Regions from separate parts of the Zea mays genome. Here all the other regions are linked to region 4. A link is a contact called in public Hi-C data. All regions are on one chromosome and are shown on one strand. Each heading gives the region's core, a stretch centred on a gene start, on an enhancer-like site or on the middle of the called end of the contact. The rest is flanking DNA. Distances are from core to core; before and after follow the strand shown. Region 1 holds the start of LOC100279757. Region 2 holds the start of LOC100192100. Region 3 holds the start of LOC100275238. Region 4 holds the start of LOC100303986 (SC3 protein).

Region 1 (5,141 bases), core at 2,506-5,005, 150 kb before region 4:
TAAGATATTATTCAGATGTTATTACGCCAAAAAAATACATCTAAAGTCTTCAAGTCCCTTTACCTTGGTGGCACCATTCTGTGCTGCTGCTGGAGTCGACCCAGGATTTTGATAAAGATTTGTCCAGTTTTGGAAAGGCAAGGTTCCGTTAGCATTTAGCTGATTGGCAGTCCCTGGAATCATCATTTGTGGTGCATTTCCAGCTTTGAGAGCAGCCATTAGAAGAGCTTGCTGCTGAGACATGAGCGCCAGCTGCTGTTGATGGGCAGCGAAAGGTGATACCATATTGGACTGCAAAACATAGCTATTTCTTAGATAGACCGTTAGATGTGTGTTACCTTTTGTGTAGAGCCATTTTTCACAAACGATGTTTTAAAAAGAGTGCTACTGCTCACCTTCTCAAACAAACTCATGATATCATTCTTAGCGTTTACTTGGGAAACAGCTGGAGCTGAGGATAATGGCACAGCTGGTGAGTCTTTAAATAAGTCTTCCATTCCAGATGTAGACTGGGTCTTGCTTTCTGCTGGTTTGGCAGAATCTTTTTTCTCTGAACTAGGTACTGGTTGTGCAGCTGAAATTTTTTAATATTCCATGATCAACAATAAAAAAAGTGACATGGAAACCCATCAACATCTTACTAACATAGTTGCTCCAAGAACGTGAGAAAGGCACAATAAAGTGCCCACGTAAATAAATAGAATAATTCATCAGTTGAATAGTTACAATAACTTACACTGGAAGCCATCCCAGCCATTATCGTCGTTTGAAGATGACGCTGACTCTTTCTCTGTTGTTCCATCCATTGACAACATGTTAAAGAGATCAGTGGCATAATCAACTTTAGGAGGTGGTGTAACCGATGGCTTCTCAACTTTAGGCGGTGTTGCATCAACTTTGGCGGGGGATTTCTGTGACTGAGGAGGTAAAACCACCTTTGGAACTGGTGTTTCTACCTTCGGGGGCTGAGGTGATGCCTACTTCAAACGCAATCATGCCAGATTAGAAGTGGTTATTACTGATGTCTTAAAGTGATTCATAATTAAGAATTCTGCAATATGGATTACTCAGCCTGAGTTAAAGAACAAGGGCTAAAACTTCAAAAGAGCTATGTATGAAGACACATCCGCTAGTTTCACAATGATGAACTGACTATTGCTTAGGAAAGTTTTGGTAGTGAGGGGGTTACCTGAGAGGATATCCTTGAAGCTGCATGTGCAACTTTGCTCGGAAGAGCTGGTGAAGCACGGTTTTGCTCAAATGAAGATCTATGACCATGTCCACTCCTATTAGCACTAGCCGGAGACTCTTGGCTCTTCTCATCTCGAACACTGGACGAAGATTTTGATGTTCCATTCCTTGGTACCCATCTCTTGTCCTCATATCTACATTTTCAGACATAATATAAGTCACATATAGACATCAGGGTTTGAAAAGCAGGAGGATAAGAATAAAGAATGATATATTCAAGGTACTGAAAGATCTGGAAAGGATCATACTTTGCACGGATGAAATTCTCTATTCCAACCCTATCGTAGTTAGGAGGCAGCTCTGCTTCCCAATAGCTATTTGCTTTTTCGTTTCCCATTGCTGCAAGATGGATAGTCATCATAAGAAATGTAATTTTAGTTTTATACAACTAAAAAAAATGTCCTTCAAGTTTCACACCAGCTAGTAATCCATACATTGAATAAATGCAACTTGCTCTGGCAGCCATGTATCCAGGGTGGCAGATCTTACCTGCATAAGAAAATGCTTTAGTAAACTAAATGGTAAAAGTGGTGGCTTATTTGGTAACCAGGTATTAGCCAATACAGCATAAAAGAAAGTAAAATGTGTTTGTTAAAGCATCGAAAGGACTGTTGTCTTCTCTCTAGCTTTAACAAACACTTTGCTATCCACAAAATTAAACAAACTTTAATGCAATAAGACAAATATAGAAGAAATGTAACCAACAAAAAAATCATAAGCAAAGTTAAATGCTAAGATTGTTGCGTGATACGGATAGTTAAGCATTTAAGCTGATACTCCAAGCTCGGGTAGTGTTGTAGAGATGCATAATTGACATGATGCCAGCAAATTAATGTAGGGAACTTAGTACACAATTTAAGTGTAAACATTTGACGCTGTAAAACAGATCAACAGCTAGCAAATTGTCCACAAAAGCAGACGACCTTAGGCATCAGTGTTGCAGCTTCAAATCAATTCACTGAGGCATCTATAAATAACAAAAATTCTCTAGTGGTGGTGATGCTGAATTAGAAAAATAAACAGTGAGCTCAAGCGCATGGTCATTCACTGACCTTAGATATGTGCACCCCCAGGCTTCTATGAATGCCAGAACATGTCATGCATATAAAGATACCTAGATTCACACTTGCCCATCGAGGACCCCTGCAATATGGTCACATACAGGAGTGTCAGCATGAACATAAGTTGTAAGGAGAAGTATCTACACATAGTCATGGAATGGAAAGCAGCCAAGGAGGCTTTACTACATTCACTAGGGACCTAGGATAAAACTAAAAGTACAAACCACCAACTCCATTTAACTCCTCTCAGATGACATAAAAAAATCCATTTTAAGCCCTTCTCCTGAAATTAAAGGTCTATTTGTACATGTAACATATATGCCTAAACAAATGGTAGATGTTTTGAGACTTAAAATAGTGCTCCCTCTGTATCAAATATCAAAACGTCATGTCCTCAAGCAGTAGCTGGTGGCACTTGTAACACAGCTATTTGACATGTAGCTATGCCTAATGCACCATTTTCCACGTTTGAAACAACCAAATGGCACAGTTCCACTCACTTTGACTTGCAGTCTGCGCATTCTCTATTCTCAGGATGCCGTAGAAGACCTTCCAATATCTGGAACAAGAAAATATAGTCATAGTTAAAAAAAGAATAGAAGCTTCAAACAAGGCTAACATGCATAGAAGTCTGATTAACACAACATAAATACTGCTATGCGTGTCAAGAAAATGGCCAGTTTTAAGCTTGATAATAGAGACAGCTAGTGAGTTTACTTGTGAACTAAACAAAAAGGAGCCACGTACTGTTTTTCATTATCAATCATCATACACGACTAGAGAAAAATAATAAAATCTGTAAAAGCTTTGTAGTTGTTGTAGAAGTCTAAGACAAGGATACTGGTTAGAAAATTCGGGATTCAGTCCGACGAATCGTAATTCGTATGGGTCAGATGAATTCCGCAAAGCCCTAAATTTCATGAACAGTAAGCGTCGGGTGGTTGGTTCCCACATGGCTCCTTAGCAAAACGGAACGGAGCAGAGCTCGGATCTGCCACCTTGCATCGACTCACTAGAGGAATCGCAAAGCAATCATAGAAGTCAGCACAACGGCGCACGGGAAATCAAGGCCCGGCACAACCTTAGATCCCGATCCCCAACTCAGGACATGGCAATCAACCGATTCTCATTCCTCGTAGGCTCCTACCAATCGAAGCAGCAGCGCGCGGTCCTGATCTAAGAAAAACTCCGAGAAGGACAAGGAGCAGGAATCAACATGCGGACCTTCTTGTGCTTGGCGTTGAGCTCCTTGGAGACGGACGCCTTTTCGTTCATGGCTGCGCCCTGCCGAATCCTCCGACCTGATCAGACCTAAGAATCCCCTGATTGAGAGATTATTGGGCTAGGATTTGGGGAGGGGGAGGGGATTTTTGGCCTCGTCTTCTCCCTTCTCTCCCTCCTCTCCTCCCTTTGTTTTTGCTTTGCCGCGTCGGGAGGGTCGAGGAGAGAGAAAGGGTGAGACAGTGGAGAGGGATCTGTGACGTGCGTCTCTTCTCTTCGCGGCTTGACCTTCTCGCTAGCTTCCTCTCTCTCGCTCTCTCAATTTTCCATTGTTTATGAGCAGAGTAATTTATTTCTGTGGTTTGACAATGACGATGGTCATGGTGCGAGGGTTTGCTGGCCTAATGTAAACCCTAAAAATAAGTTATGAGTTCATTTATTTCTTCTGTGTCTTTTATAGGAAGTAATACTAAGGAATTGAGTAAACATAAGAGTAAATAAATATAATATATATATATATATATATCTTCCACTCAAAGTAAGTAAGAAACAAATATTCATTTTTGAATTAACGACCACTCATCATATTTCTTTCTTCTAAAACAAACAATAAATTTATATGATTTGGAACATCTACTTAATGAAGAGTAATAATAAGCAAATATATATTTTTGCATTTGCATACTGGAATTTTGTTGGTGCTTTTGAGTAAGAGTTTGAATTTTAAAGCTAGATTTAAATTGAATTTGAAGTTTGAAATTGGAGAAATGAACTGGAAGAAAAAGAGAAACAGAAAGACCTCACCTGGGCCGAAATTGCTGCACGTGGTGCTCTCACGCCGGCCCAATTCCCCATTTGTTCCTCCAGCAGCCCAGCTCCTCCTCTCTTGGCGTCACATTGACAGGTGGGACCCACGCTATCAGACACTGGGTCGCACGCTGGATGCCTGGTGTCTCCGACTCGTGGGGCCGGATCGTCAGTCTCGTCACTCACCTCACGTGAACTCCAACGGAAACACCGCACATATCGGCCTGAACAGAATCCCCTCCCAGCTCCCGATCGGGGCGGACCTAACTGAATCGACCGATTTCTGGGCACACGATTACGGAGATCGGGTCAAATCCGGGCAACACTCACATCATAAAACCCAGGTCGCTCCCTCCCCAGCAACGTCTCCCATGGCTGCGCAGAACGCCGTTCATTCCATGGCGGGTGGCTCCCTGCCAGGTCCGCTCGGCCAGTCCTCCTTGGCGAGCTCCCTCCTGCGCTCAGACTTCTCCGCCGCCTCCCCATGGCCACACTCGGCTTTCCCCTTTCCCTCCCCAGCACATGAACACTGCCGGTCACCGCATATCTAGCCATCACCATTGCTGGCCGAACATCGCGCGCCGCCGCACGGACATCTGGGCCCTGTCGTTGCTTAAGGCATATTGGATGGTCATAGCGTGTCATTGGGGCCTCCTGCATACGTTCATGGCCATTCCATGCGGTGATATCAACAGAAACCACGCGAATTGCTCACCGGTTGGGGCTTTTGCCGTGGATCCGCCTCGTGTCGGGGCCAGTGTCCACAACCGTCGTAACCTTGGTAAGAACACCAACGACCGC
Region 2 (4,861 bases), core at 2,096-4,595, 140 kb after region 4:
ACCCATCTATAGATCAACCAATTACCACGTCATGCACAGGTATATACCATGGTTGGTAAATAGAAAGACAACTCGAGTGAAAATCTATTATTTAGTAAAAATGTAGATCTAATCAGCAAAAAAATATGTTGTAGCATAAGAAAGGGTTCAAGAAAGAAAATATACCCAGAACAAGGTGGTCCTTCTCTTGAACACTTTTTGTTAGCCCGGCTAACTCTTCTATCAAAATACACGCTGTGTTTCATTTTGTTATCACATAACAAAAAAATCCAAAATAAAAGGTGCACTACATGAACCTACCTATGAAAGGTCCCTGCTTTTTTACGAACAGTTATCCGGTGATGAATTTCAGAAAGCTTAGAGTCAAGACCTGGTTGTGATATCTCCAACCCTTCTGATCTAACTATATTTAAGTATCTGAAAGGAATCAATGCGTTAGATAAATTGGTGCAGAGAATGAAAAGATCAAACTAACTCATTTGGCGCATGCGGGCGTCTATGTGTGGAGGGGGTTAGCATAATATGGCATTTCGTCACAGGTTTCTCCTATCCAGAACAAGAACATAAGTTGGATACTTTGAAGAAATTGTTTGCCACCTAGCACATTCCTGGCACTGGCAGCAGAAACATCCAGAAAACTTTCAAATTTATACTAGTAGGTGCTAAGTGAAAGGGGCTCTAGCTGAATAGGTTAGGTGGCTTCAGACCTTCAGTAGCACTCGGTTCGACTCCCCATGGGAGCGAATTTTAGGTTGGGGCTAACCCCTTTGTCTGTCCCACGCCAAAGCATAGGTTTAAGGCGCAATCCCGATCATGGTTGTTCTCGCATGGGATACGATACCGCTGTGTATGGCTAAGACAGGGGTTTAGGGATTTTCTCGACCTACATGAGATGGTCTTCTTTTTTATGCAGTGCCTTGGGGCCATACCTAGAGATGACGATGGGCTCTAAATTTTACACTATAAAATTTAAGGGTCGGATTGGATTTGGATCGGACTCTATTTCTATTCATTTTCGAACTAAAATTAATTTAGGGCTCAAACGAATTGTGAATAAATATTTGGATCGCGATCCATTACCACCCCTAGCCATACCCTCGTAGGTCGAGTTGTTTTACTAGTAGCTGCCTGAACCATGATTTAGAAGTCGAATAAGCAGGGATCTGATGTGTATGCCTTTACTCTTTTTTTGTTATTGCTAGGGAATGGTAAGTTTGATAACATAAGGTTGGTGTCCTGTAATAAATTACACAATACCTTCTCGGGCTAAAGTTATCTACTTCCAGATCTTCATCCCAAAGAAAGATGTACTGGTATATGGACACAACAGCAGGATGGAGGAACCTCTTTGCAAACCACCTATAAAAACAGGTGTCTTGTCATCTTATCTTGAAGCTAAAATGATACCGGATCAGAATTCAGAATTGAAGAGTGGAACAATGCCCTTTTTTGTTGCAAAAGAGAGACAAGGCATGCCTAATTTTAGTGCAAAGAAAGAGATATTATACCATTTAGTCTGATTAGAGGCAGCTATATGTATCACACTTTTGCTCCATGGTAGATCATTCCACCCATTGACATTCCCATCATAATGGAACAATATAGCTGTAAAATTTTCTGGAAGAAACTGAATAATCAAGAGTCACATGACAATTTTATGTGCAAATTACTGCTTACAGAGGTGTAAATGAAGTACCTTCTTCATAATAGCATCCACAGTTTTTTTCTGATTTATACCGGCAGCAATAGCAATCAAAAAATTATCATTTTGTTTAGGCTTCTGCTGGGACAAAACACTAGAGCATTACATAACTAAATAAGATTTTGTGGTTAGGTGGTAGGAACAGCTAATGGTTGTTTAGTTTGAAAAGTGAAACCAAATATTGTAGTGGAATCAAAAGTTCATCAGGTGTATTGTACTTAACGAACCTTTGACCGTGCACTTGTAGTCAGCCACAATGGCTTCAAGTCCATGTCAGAGTTAGACTCCACTATACCATGGGGTAAATAACCAATCCTAGCCTCAGCCTTTTGAGGCACCTTAACAGCATCTCTGTCAGACACCTGATGTTTACATTGGAGGCACATATCATAGTTTAGGAAGAGGAAAACCTGCCTCTGAATTAATAGTGGAAAACAAATATTCTGACTTTTGATGGAAGGAAATGTTCACCTACCGTCACTGTATCAAATGGATGAGATTTTGCTTCCAACTGTAAAGTTACATAATCACATCAGATTAATCTTTTAGGTATTTGTGTTCACAGAACCCAGTTTCAATAAATCAGGTGATATTGATTGTTACCGTTGTCTGCTTATGTTGAAAGTTAGCCATGTTGTACACCAGGAATATAATGATCACGCACAGGACGAACAGATGCAACCGCAGTTTCATCTTAGGACACCTATCGCCCCCCTTACCATTCTGTACAATCAAAAGTAGGTAGCAATATAGTATCCTGACCTCACACTCAACCGACCTTTAGATGTCACTAATAAGTAAGGAATCATCAAAAGAACACAAGCAAACTCACCTTATTTTTCCAGGCACTAATTTTCTGTGTACAACTGGAAACAGATGGATCGCTTCTTATGGTGTCAAGAAGCAACTCAAGCAAGTCAGGATCATTTCGTGACACCCTGCTTGCAGGATGGCAGGTCATAAAAACATCATATATATTGAATAATGTCATTGATTTTATAACGGAAAATTTGGCTCCATCACGTTTCATTCTGTGTGGTCCAAAAATGTTCTAAATAAAAGGTTTGGCGTGTTGCTTGAGTTCAGGCATACCACACATAACAATGAAGAAATTTATAAAAAAAAGAAAGATTAAAAAATAAGCCACCTCGCGACAGCGAGGGCGTCCCAACTCCCAAGAGATCGCTTCCCAAATCCCAATTACAGGCAAGAGCACCAAGTATCAAGGCACGATCAGAACCAATCCATGATATACCACGTGTAGCATTAGCACACGGACAGTCAGACTATCGAATTGAGTGAGGGAGAACAAAACGAATTACCGTGGCGACGAGAGGAGCCGGAGATGATGCCGCGGCGGGCGGGAGGCCCTCAGAGCTGAGCGCGGAATGGGCGGTGGACGAACGCCACTCGTCACACGAGCGGGCGGGCGCCTTGGCAGCGAGGACACCGGTGGTGCTGATTGTGTCGTGGGAACGGCTAAGTGGCTAATGAAACGTCTCGCAGTGCCAGAGCCTGGAGGGCGATTGGGAAAGGTTGGTGGAAATTGGGACGGGGACGGGGACGGGGACGGGGACGGGCGAAGGCGGCCGCGGCCCGCGGGAGGGAGCAAGAGGAACGAGAGCCCGAGAGGAACAGCGCGACAGCGACGGTCGGGTCAGAGCCTCAGAGGAAACGCGACGGGTGGCGCCTCGCTCGATTCCATCCGCGCTGCCCTGTCAGTGCTCGCAGCGCGCACCCCACAGCGCTACACGGCCTCCTCGGCTCGGGCGACGAGCGCGGAGGCGGCGCAGCTGCCGTTCCGGCCACGCCCGCGACCGGGTTTTCCGCTCGGTTTGTTGGTTCCTTCACAATGTTCCCCTCGCCGCTGCGCTGGTGCGTGTGCTAGACGGTGACGCACGGCCCAATAGAGGATGCATGCCCAAAGACTGACGCACGGCAAGAAGGCCCACTATCGGCCCAACACTGCCGCTTCTCTTTCTCGCTACATAGAGCCGAACTGTTCAAGTCCTGTTGTTTCTCGTATCTCTGGTTCAGTCGTCTGACAGGTAACTGTCGGTGTTCAAGCATCAGTTCACATGATATAAATTAAACTATTAAGCATTACACAGTCAGACATGTATAGCCTAGCTCGGATAATCTCTACAGGAAAATGAGGGTTCCCTCCTAACTGTCCATACTCCTTACAAAACAACATCAGAAACAGCTAACCCTTCCTGTTACATCAGTTTGAATACTGGGGCAAAAACTTTTTTGACAGGCAAACAACGTTGGAAGGGACCAGCCTATGATATATGGTTAAGCTGTACACTGTTTCACCGGCATTGAGCTGATGGTAGCTTCACCGCCGGCTCTTCTTGCCGCCTTTGCTGGGGTTATTCTCCTGTGCTGCCGCACTCCTCTTTCTGCCTTTGCCGGGGCTATCTAGCTGTGCCCCAGCGCCCCTTTTCCTGCCGTTGATGGGGCTACCTTCCTGTGCCCCAGCGCCCCTTTTCCTGCCTTTTATGGGGCTATCTTCCTGTGCCCCAGCAATCCTATGCCCACTCTTTGGAGGCCGACCCACACCTCTCTTCTTGGCTGGCTCATTTCTCTGTATAGTCTTTTGATTAGCCAGCTGATCACTAGGGCGCTTGCCATCTCCTTCCCTGGCAGTAGCGTCCCTTGAAGAAACCTTGCTTGGCCTTGCATCACCGGGGCCAGGGCATCGAGGCTGCAGGACTCGAGTATTCTTTACTACGGGGGCACCAGCTGTTCCGATCTCTCCATGGCTTTTCAAGAACAAGCTTGCACTCTGCTTCACAGTTTTGCATGCAGACTCACGAAGCTCAACCGCAGCCATGTGCTCCAATGTAGCCTTCGGATAGAAGGTTATTACATTATTGATGAAAATGAGCACATCTCTCAGAAGCTCCTTGGTGCAAGAGATTGCGCCACTCTTGATCTTAGAGTGAAGCATTCGGAAGTCCATATGCCGGCGAATCATCTTCTTATATCTAGCTCTTTTCCTCTGTATATAGAAGAGGTAAGGAGTCAAATGAAATTCAGCCCATGGGTGTTCGTGCTATTTCACAGACCTTGAGAATGATTTGATGGAACAATTAATTTGAGAAGTAATTAACTATAGCCAGCTAGTAACAAAACAACCATAATTAAAAACCC
Region 3 (4,418 bases), core at 506-3,005, 220 kb after region 4:
TTGAGGAACATAATTTATCTTTGTGGTCTGATACACCTCTCACGTGAGTAAATGTTTTTTTATATCTCCATGGTATAACCCCGCTACTCCAACAGTAACTAAGTTCGACTGCTGATCCATCTTTTCGTCAAACAAACAAGCAAACAAAACTGGTGAGCCATCTTAATAAGAAGATGCTCCACATTACCGCATTATTAGCGAATAATGTGGCAGCAAAAATGATGACTGCACTGGGACCTTGTGTAGCTGTGGTCCTTACTCATGTGGACAACCAAGGTTGCAATTCCTAAACTACACAGGGACAACATTTTGGTGTGGCTGCAGACAAGGATGGGCCCTTGTCCGTTTGCTGTTGTCCACCAAATTTCCCTCTCAATTCCATAACCCATGTTCTCCTTTCTGATGGATTATAGGCCCCAATCATTTATGGTTCACGAGAAATATGAAGATTCTCGTGTTGAAGTATACAAATGCATTACTGAACTTAGCCGTAGGATAAAAGTTGGAGAAGATAGAAGGGGAATGGCATTCAAGGATAGATGCTAAATCGAACATTCTTGGTGCCATTATTATCTACTCTAACCTCACACAGCACAGAACAAGTACTTCTCCCCCACTTTCCAGAGACAAGTATAAATGGGCGGTGCTACCAAAGGAAAATAATAAAAACAAAATTTCTAAAAAAATATTGATGCAAAAGCAGAGTACGTACATGATGGGCATATGTGAAATTGGAGTAATCAACATTGGCATGCCCACTAAAATAATTATACGATATGGTCTCTCTGAACAATGTTACATCAGTCCTAGTATAACTCAAGTGCATATTTGAACAACAGCATCTATGTTCTGAGTTCTGACAACACCAAAACGCATAGTAAAATGTTAGTATCAGATAAAAGTAGTTTCCTTTGCCTACTTTTTATATGCAATGCATGATCTTTCCCTGTACACAGACAAAACACCTGGTAATTATTTAACAGCTAGAGGTAATGGTAAGACATCATTGCAGTTTTATCTTCCTCGCTAGGAGTAGACGCCTTCGCTCCATCGCTGCATTATGTTCAAGCGGAGCAGAGAATACAGAACGACAAGATTCGCAACCAGGTCCATCAGATGGGCAGACACACAGAGTAGCGAAAAGCAAACCACGCGAGAACAGAAAGCTGAGGGGAAAAAAAGGTTAGGCGACGGAATCATTAAAGTGTGGCGCCATGGATGGGCGGGAGGCGAGGAGAGCGTGCGGGAACAGTATGCCGTAGCCGTACCTCGAGGGGCGCGTGGCCTTGGAGCTTCCTCGCCGCCTCGAGATCCGAGCCGGGGGCGTCGCCACGCTCACCGCCGCGGCCGAGGAAGAAGCGGAGTCGGCGGCGGATCCCCCGGGGCGGCGCGTGCCCGAGCGTGTGGGCCGGGGGGCGAAGGAAGTGCTCGAGGATGGCCATGGCGAGGAACATGGACACGAGGATGGCGGTGGCCACGAACCCGAACGACACCGCGCTCACGCCGCTGTCTAGCTGCCGCCACCGCATCTCCTCCTCCGCCGCGGCCGCGGCCGCCGCCGCCGGCACAACTGCTGGGGGCATCGCAAGACCGGCGCGCGCCACGACAGCCATTGTTGTTCCAGTCTCCGGCGACGCCGGTCACGGCCCACGGCTGCGATGCACCATTGCTGGCTCGCTTCGCTCGAGTAGGGTGTGGTGGAGTGGTGTGGGTTGGCTTCCGAACCCAAACTCGGACCTTTGGAGTTCCTGGCTTTCTCTGCCGCGTCGTCGCGCGCGTCGCGTGAGTCAGCCGGGAGCATGGGAGAGGAGGGAGGGGACTGGGGACCGCGACCTGCGAGGAGGAAAGGGAATCAGGCACGTCGCTTATGTTATCTATGTTTTAAAATACACTCTCCAAATAAATAATATACATTGCAAAACATCACTTTGTACGACCCTTTATACGACAACTTATAAATGACCTTAGACCTTGTTGTTTGGAACTTTAGATACTTTCATACTCATTTGTACATTGAGATGAATACGAGAGTATCCAAATAAGGTATTAGGATGTTTGAATACATTAGATTTAATATTTAGTAGGCTAAAAATTATTAATGAAATTAGCTAGCTAATAAATAGCTAACTAACTATCATCTAATTTGCTAAAAATATCTAATAATTAAACTTTTAGCTAGATTATTTGGATGCCTTTAGCTAATGTTATCATTAACTTCACTTTGAATATGGACTATAAATCCCCTATTTTAATTTGTTGTGGACAACCTTATTCATTAACACGAAGCATTCCTTTTCCGTCGCGGCGCTGCGCAGCAAAGCGAGAGGCTTTATGTCCAAGCGTACAAACGAGACTCATGCTCTTTGGACCGAGGACCTAACCAACTAGTGATATAATACCGCGTGCCCCAGACCTAGATGGTGATGCGAGTTGACATAAGTCTTTTATCCTGGTTCGGGCAAGTATATGCCCTACTCCTAGCAAACGGGGGATGAGACTTGTATTACTCGCACCTAAGTGCTTGTAGTAGGGAATACAAGCATAGTGTGAGTGAGAAGGATCCCAAGTCCCTGGGGTTGATTGAGGCAAGTACCAATACCATGTGGAGAAGAAAACTTGTGGAGTGTTCGTCTGCCGTCCTTCAGAAGCTGTGGTCTATCCTATTTATAGCCCCAAGGGGAGCTGCCTGGAGGACGGGAGTCGGCCACACACTGTGAGGAGTTGTCACCGTAACCCTATAGATGGTATGGCTTGAGGAATAGTCTGGTATTTGTTGTTTACTTACGCCTGCTTGGTTTCTGCTGAGAGCCGAGGCCGATGGCTCGGTCACGTACCCGAGCCCCTAGCGAGAGGTTGCCCATATCATAGTGGTTGACACAATGCTAAGTATGGGAAAAGCTTCTCTAAGTAGTGTGTCAGCTCTGTAGTGTCTGATGATGTCGGTCGTCCTCCGTTGTGGATATCGAGGTCAAAGTTGTGCTCAGGCGAGGCGGAAGTCTGACCGAAGGTCGTTCTTCAAAGAACTTACGTCGAGTACCTTAACTGTGTCTTTCCACCCACTGTCAGCTGCAGTCGAGAGGTAAGTGTGTACACCGCCTGCGTCTTTCCAGAGACTAGCCAAGAGGAAAGCCGAAGGATGGCACGGCAAATGGGTGCACACCACCGGCGACCACGCGAGCGCTCATGGCAACACGACGACGGCGAGGACGTGGAGCGGCCACCACGGGCAACACGACGACAACATCACGAGCAACAAGACGACAACGTGGAGCGGCGGCGTCTGGCCTTGGCTCCTCCACACTGTTGAGTTTGTGATCCAAATTCTGAAGAAGGTGGCCAAGTTGGCGAGCGAAGCGGAGGCCCGTCGCCGGAAGGCTTGGGCCGGAGCGCAGCGATATATGTCAAAAGTAAACCTGTGAGTACTCTGTTGGCTCCTCATTTTAAACTGTCTGCTAAACAGTGTGCTGAAACTGATGCTGAGCTTGAATATATGTCAAAAGTTCCATACTCTAGTGCTGTTGGGTCACTCATGTATGATATGGTTTGTTCTCGTCCTGATTTGTCTCATGCTATGAGCGTTGTTGCTAGATACATGTCTAATCCTGGTAAAGAGCATTAGAAACCAGTTCAGTGAATTTTCAGATATCTACGTGGTTCTTATAGTGCTTGTTTTTTTGGTAAATCTGGAGATGGTCTGGTTGGCTATGTTGATTCAGATTATGGTGGTGATTTAGACAGGAGGAGATCTCTTTCAGGTTATGTCTTTACTGTTGGAGATTGTGTTGTGAGTTGGAAAGCTCGTTTACAGGTTACTGTTGCTTTGTCTACCACAGAAGCTGAGTATATGGCAATTGCAGAAGTTACTCATGAAGCCTTATGGTTGAAAGGTATATATTCAGAGCTATGTGGATAAGTCTTGCATTACCATCTATTGTGATAGTCTGAGTGCTATTCATCTCACCAAAGATCAGATGATTACTGAGAAATCCAAACATATTGATATTCGTTGTCACTTCGTTCGTGGTATCATTGAAAAAGGGTTGGTGAAGGTATGCAAGATTAGTACTCATAATAATCTTGCTGATATGCTGACAAAGCATGTTTCTGTTGCTAAGTTTGAGTTATGCTCAAACTTAATTGGTATTATAAATTAGCCCTTAGTGGCTGCTGGCGCCGGCAAGATGATGATGCATTTGTTTAAGGTGGAGTTTGTTATTATGATGCTACAAGGAATTTGTCTCAAGGTGGAGTTTGTTGAGTCTGTGATCCAAATTCCCTACTCGTTTTAGGGTTTCACCTCTATAAATATCTTTGTAAGCCGCAGGAGATAATTATCTCAATTGTAAATCTCCTGCGATCTGTAACCATCCGAAAATAGTGAGAAGTTGCTGGCTGACGCCCGTGGTTTTTTCCCCTCC
Region 4 (4,673 bases), core at 1,480-3,979:
TTCTTATTGAAAGCTCCTCCCTATGTTTAAGAAATTAATTTAACATGTTTGGAGAATGCAGACATACAAGAACATAACCACTGATAATTTCATCGGCGCACATATCAATTTAATTACTTGTATTCTGACTAAAAAATAAGAAATGTATCAAAGTATCAGTTTTCCATTCTAAAATATATCTGACCAAAACAATTACAGGAATGCCGGAGTCATTGATTCAAAGGTTGGAACAAATTGCTTGTATGTCTTACATATAGGTTCACAAGCCACCGGTGAGACGATAAAACCAATGGAAAATCTTCATTTGTAATAATAATTGGTCCGCACAACATGTGTTCAACAAAATGACATACAACATACATATGACCACAAACTCCAGTTCTCATGCAACAAACAACCAGCGAACTTCGTAATACTCAAGTACAAGTTCTTTTATAGTTCTCCAACGACGTGCATTGCTGCAGTTCTTTTGACTAGATGACATCATCTTTTGTGTAGCGTTTAGTGCAGTTTGTACAATAGCATATTCGTATCTCTAGGAAGCATATGTTGCAGCCCCTTGGGCTATAAATATGTATCTCAACTCTTAGATGGGTATGGCATTTGAGTAGTGTGTGAGAATTGAGAAATAAACGAAAATTGCCCAACTCGTAGTGTCATCCTCTCGATGAAGGTAAGAGTCTCGTTGCTTACATGGAAAACATGTCCATTGCAACATTAAATAAAAGAGAATATTGAAGATTATTCATCAGAGTGAAAGGTTTCATGACATTGAGAATCAGAGGCAGCATACCAAGAAACGACGCAAATGCAACATATTGCATTCTTTGAAGGTGACTCGGTATCTCATTGGTGATATCATGATGGATGAGTGGCAGAAAAGGAGGCCAATTTTTCTCCTCAATGACAATGCCAGCTGCCAAACAAAATAATAAAATGTAAGCTTAGCAACCTCTGAAACAAAATGAGCTTTATATTAAAAACATGGAACAAATAATCTTCATGACAAGGCCCAGTTGAGTGGGAAAGAGAATGAATGTATGAAAGCCTTCCAACTTTCTGCTGTTCACTATTCGTACTTGTTTTACATAATTTATGTAAGGTCATTTACCACAGTACCCTTTCCCTTCAAGACAAATTAGACCCTGGTTTTGCAAAATTCATCGTATAGAATTAGCTACCATGTAATTCTTTCAGATCATCAGATGTAATATACATACTTCTAGCATGCCAAGGTTAGGTGTATAGATGCTCAAAAAACAATATGTGTATCACATGCTTATTTCTTCTTTAATGGGAACGAAAGGTACAGTGCTTGTACTGAGTCAATGATAAACAAACAATAATGAGTATTTACCTCTCGCTGCAGCCTCCTCTCTCCGTTTTAGTTCCTATTCAAAATAACAGAGAAGGCAGAGAGTCAGAATCTGGCAACAGTTCTTCAGAGGCATCAATTTGCGGCAACAAAGTAGAGTCTAGTAGGGATTTAAGCAGTGCATTCTACTTCACATATAAGCCTAGTAAGCAGTTCCTCGTGCTTGGAATGAAAACTAAACCAATGATCTCAACAACAACAAAACCAATTATCTCGACCTTGAAGAAAAGTGAGCTATGATTGTGTTGTTTTTAATTAAAACTGACAGGGAGATGCAGATGCATGTGTCATGTGCAGAATACCTTCTCCCTCTTGTTCAATTCCGCTTCCCTTGCTTGCAGCTCCTTCTCCCTTCTCTTCAGGTCCTGGATAAAGCACATGTTATTGGTAGCGCTGAACAGCATTTTCTAGTAAGTGTGTACATTACAGCTGCATTTTGCACGTGAGAAGGCAATGCACATTTACTCGCACCTTTGACGAGTCCAGGGGTATGTCCACTGTAGCACTGAAGTCTGCTGGTTCAGGAGGAAGCGGCGAAAGGCGCGAATTGGATGCAGGAGGCATGTTTCTGGTGTTCTACATTTCGGCAGAAACCGCACAACAATAGCAGGTAAGCAATATGTAACCCCTAGCAGTTATAACATGCCACGGGGATCGCATAACTCATAAAGAACAGAACAACTCACAGGCATGTAAAACGCACCACCGCCGAAGTTGGACTGCCCGCCAGCCTTGCCGCGCGCTTGTTCCTATCAAGGAAACCCACCAATAAAAACTTCAACCAGAGACACGCGCAAGAGGTTCAGGCACCGTTGCATCATCAGTCCAGAAAAAAAATCCCACTAGCAGCGTCGGCCACGGCGATACTGCAAGGGAGGATATGCATTTGCTTTTTCTATCGCCGGGACGTGGTCAGATCTGCGCCCCCTCCAGATCCAAACAGGAGCCAAGTAGCGAATGCCCCGCTGATTCTCGGGAGAAAGCCGATGACAGATAAGGAAACTAGATCTGCGCCCGGGCAACGGCGGGATCGCCATGGCCATAGGGGTGGAAGGAGTGGGCGCGCGTACCGAGAAAGGGTTCACGTCCTCCTCCTCGAAGGGGTTGCCGTCGTAGCGCCCCGCCATGCTGCTCCGCCCCTTCTGCTTGAAGGAGTCCTGCCGAACAGAGGAGCGCACACGCGCAGCACCGCCCCCACACCACACCGACACCGACTAGATGGGGCGGGCGATGGCGACTCCTCTTTGCCGTCTTGCGAAGGAGAGGATGAGGCGGGTGAACGCGCACACGCGGAGCCACCTGTCCACCCAGTAACCGCTCGTGGGCCAAACTTTTGTTTAGTTTTTTTCATTCGTTCCCTCCGTATCTCGTGGGCCCATTAAATTGTTTATAGGGTGTGCGGCGAGTGGTCAACTCAGGCGGGCGCCTCGACGTGGACAGTTTTTTTTTCATCTTCCCCTAATCACTTAGGGGTGTTTAGTTCTGTGGACTAAAGTTTAGCCCAAGCGTTTGACTTTCAAATAGGAGTATGAAATATAGACCCAACCAACTGTACTAGATTCGTCTCACTTTTTAATCTTCGGCTCAGAAATTAGTTTTATAATCCGACTACATTTAATACCTCAAACGGAGGTTCAAACATTCGATGTGATAAGGGCTAAATTTTAGCAGGGGCAAACCAAACACCCCTTAATGTTCACTCTACTCTTTTTCGATTCAAATATGGAGTCCGTCTTTGCTCCATATTACAAAATGAGTCTGTTCCTATGACGAGATCAGATAGGAATAAGGTGTCGTTTGATTCTAACGAAAACGGTAAAGATAATAATTAATATTCGATTATCAACGCTAACAAGTTTGAATAGAACGATATTATTTTATAGTATGATATTTGATTATGATTAGATTTAAATAAATATAGTTTAACGTTATCAATATCATTCATGTTATAAATATGTGAATCAAACAATAACTAAGTCTGACCCTCTGGTGGTTCAGGTATATGATCCTAAGCGTTCATTTATTCGATGGATGGCTGGATGCAAAGATCATCGTGTCTCATAACCTCGTGCTGTTTGATTTACCGGTGGCCAGACTTGTCTCGTCCAGCACCTACAGACGTCCGAATTTTTTGTTTTTTAGCTCCTTTCGTGACAAAAATTTACGTTTGGACCCCCAAAAATTTTATTTGCACGTTTGGACCCGATGCTCGGCGCCATAGGCTGTGGCGCCTATGGCGCCGAGCTGTGACGTGGCAGCAACGGCTACTTAAGCCTAGGGCTGACCTGGCACTGACGTGGTGGCAGGCGCGACCTCGTAGCTCGGCGCCACAGATCTTGGCGCCGAGCTACGAATTCCTATAAAAACGCCTGCGCGGCTGGCCGAGAGCAGCGCATTTCATCTCATTTCCAAACTTCGTCAAAATTTGTTGGATTCAAAGATTTGAGTTGGTTCACTTCGTAGACCAAGGTATGATGCCCAATTGATTCGTTTTTTATATTGGGTTGTTAATTTCATAGTTGCTCATAGTTTCATAGTTGCTCATAGTTTCACTTCGTAGACCAACGGCGGGCGGCGGCGATTTCGACTCGGGAACGGCGGCGGCGGGTTTTGCGGTAAGTGAATCCAACAGAGAAGAAACGCGCAGAGAGAAAGGTAGTTTGCGGGTATTTCCTAGCTCGGCGCCAAGATCTGTGGCGCCGAGCTAGGTGCCACGCGTACTGCCACGTCACACAGCTCGGCGCCATAGGCCGTGGCGCCGAGCTGTGTTACCTCGGCGCCACAACCTATAGCGCCGAGCATCGGGTCCAAACGTGTAAATAAAATTTCTGGGGGTCCAAACGTAAATTTTTGTCTCGAAAGGGGCTAAAAACAAAAAATTCGATACAGACGTTTGATTTCGAGCGCCTGGAGCTGGGATCAGCTGCCTGGGAGGCAATTGCCTGGTAGGGCATGAACCATGCGGGCCCATATATGGCCGTGCATGTCACCAAGGTCATGTTTGGTTCACTGTCTAATTTGTCACATTTTGTCTAACTATTCTGACTAAGGTTAGTTATTCAATTCAGACGACTAATCTTAGACAAAGTGTGACATATTTTGCCACGAACCAAACAGACCCCAAATTCCACCAAACCAATGACTAATCAATTATTTTTTATTGTTTCTCTCTTATCATCAAATTTCTCCTCTGCTTCCTATTTAGGCTAGTTTAGTGACCAAAGAATTGAAGGAGACTTATTAGTGGATTCCCTCCAATTATCTGGTCACCAAATCGGCCCTTTGGGTGTCTAGTTTC

Evidence for each region. A called contact is a pair of places that touch in the nucleus more often than the background predicts.
Region 1: a contact with region 4 is called in a Hi-C map of leaf, with 6 times the contacts expected there. The contact joins the promoter of LOC100279757 here to the promoter of LOC100303986 in region 4. A contact is called at or near these places in 10 of 25 Hi-C or Micro-C datasets (bundle sheath, ear, endosperm and 3 more) and 1 of 3 datasets of contacts at active chromatin or transcription factors (seedling).
Region 2: a Hi-C map of tassel shows a contact between it and region 4, with 4 times the contacts expected there. The contact joins the promoter of LOC100192100 here to the promoter of LOC100303986 in region 4. A contact is called at or near these places in 20 of 25 Hi-C or Micro-C datasets (bundle sheath, ear, endosperm and 6 more).
Region 3: a Hi-C map of ear shows a contact between it and region 4, with 2.4 times the contacts expected there. The contact joins the promoter of LOC100275238 here to the promoter of LOC100303986 in region 4. A contact is called at or near these places in 2 of 25 Hi-C or Micro-C datasets (ear and leaf).

What each region holds. Positions count from the first base shown.
Region 1 is chr7:166,807,322-166,812,462 of Zm-B73-REFERENCE-NAM-5.0, forward strand. It overlaps LOC100279757, which reads right to left and starts at 3,756. Exons shown (of 11, transcript NM_001152715.1): 1 at 3,537-3,756; 2 at 2,813-2,871; 3 at 2,304-2,394; 4 at 1,686-1,740; 5 at 1,500-1,590; 6 at 1,190-1,385; 7 at 737-977; 8 at 396-574; 9 at 64-291. The coding sequence starts at 3,587.
Region 2 is chr7:167,093,585-167,098,445 of Zm-B73-REFERENCE-NAM-5.0, forward strand. LOC100192100 reads right to left here and starts at 3,346. Exons shown (of 16, transcript NM_001358682.1): 1 at 3,025-3,346; 2 at 2,535-2,640; 3 at 2,306-2,425; 4 at 2,178-2,213; 5 at 1,930-2,064; 6 at 1,697-1,780; 7 at 1,509-1,627; 8 at 1,258-1,359; 9 at 301-417; 10 at 166-219; 11 at 1-6. The coding sequence starts at 2,395. It overlaps LOC100272351, which reads right to left. Exons shown (of 5, transcript NM_001146834.1): 5 at 3,757-4,709. The coding sequence ends at 4,044.
Region 3 is chr7:167,179,920-167,184,337 of Zm-B73-REFERENCE-NAM-5.0, forward strand. LOC100275238 reads right to left here and starts at 1,756. Exons shown (of 2, transcript NM_001149373.3): 1 at 1,269-1,756. The coding sequence starts at 1,613.
Region 4 is chr7:166,958,090-166,962,762 of Zm-B73-REFERENCE-NAM-5.0, forward strand. It overlaps LOC100303986 (SC3 protein), which reads right to left and starts at 2,730. Exons shown (of 13, transcript NM_001165524.2): 1 at 2,446-2,730; 2 at 2,062-2,124; 3 at 1,847-1,951; 4 at 1,678-1,740; 5 at 1,358-1,391; 6 at 794-916. The coding sequence starts at 2,502.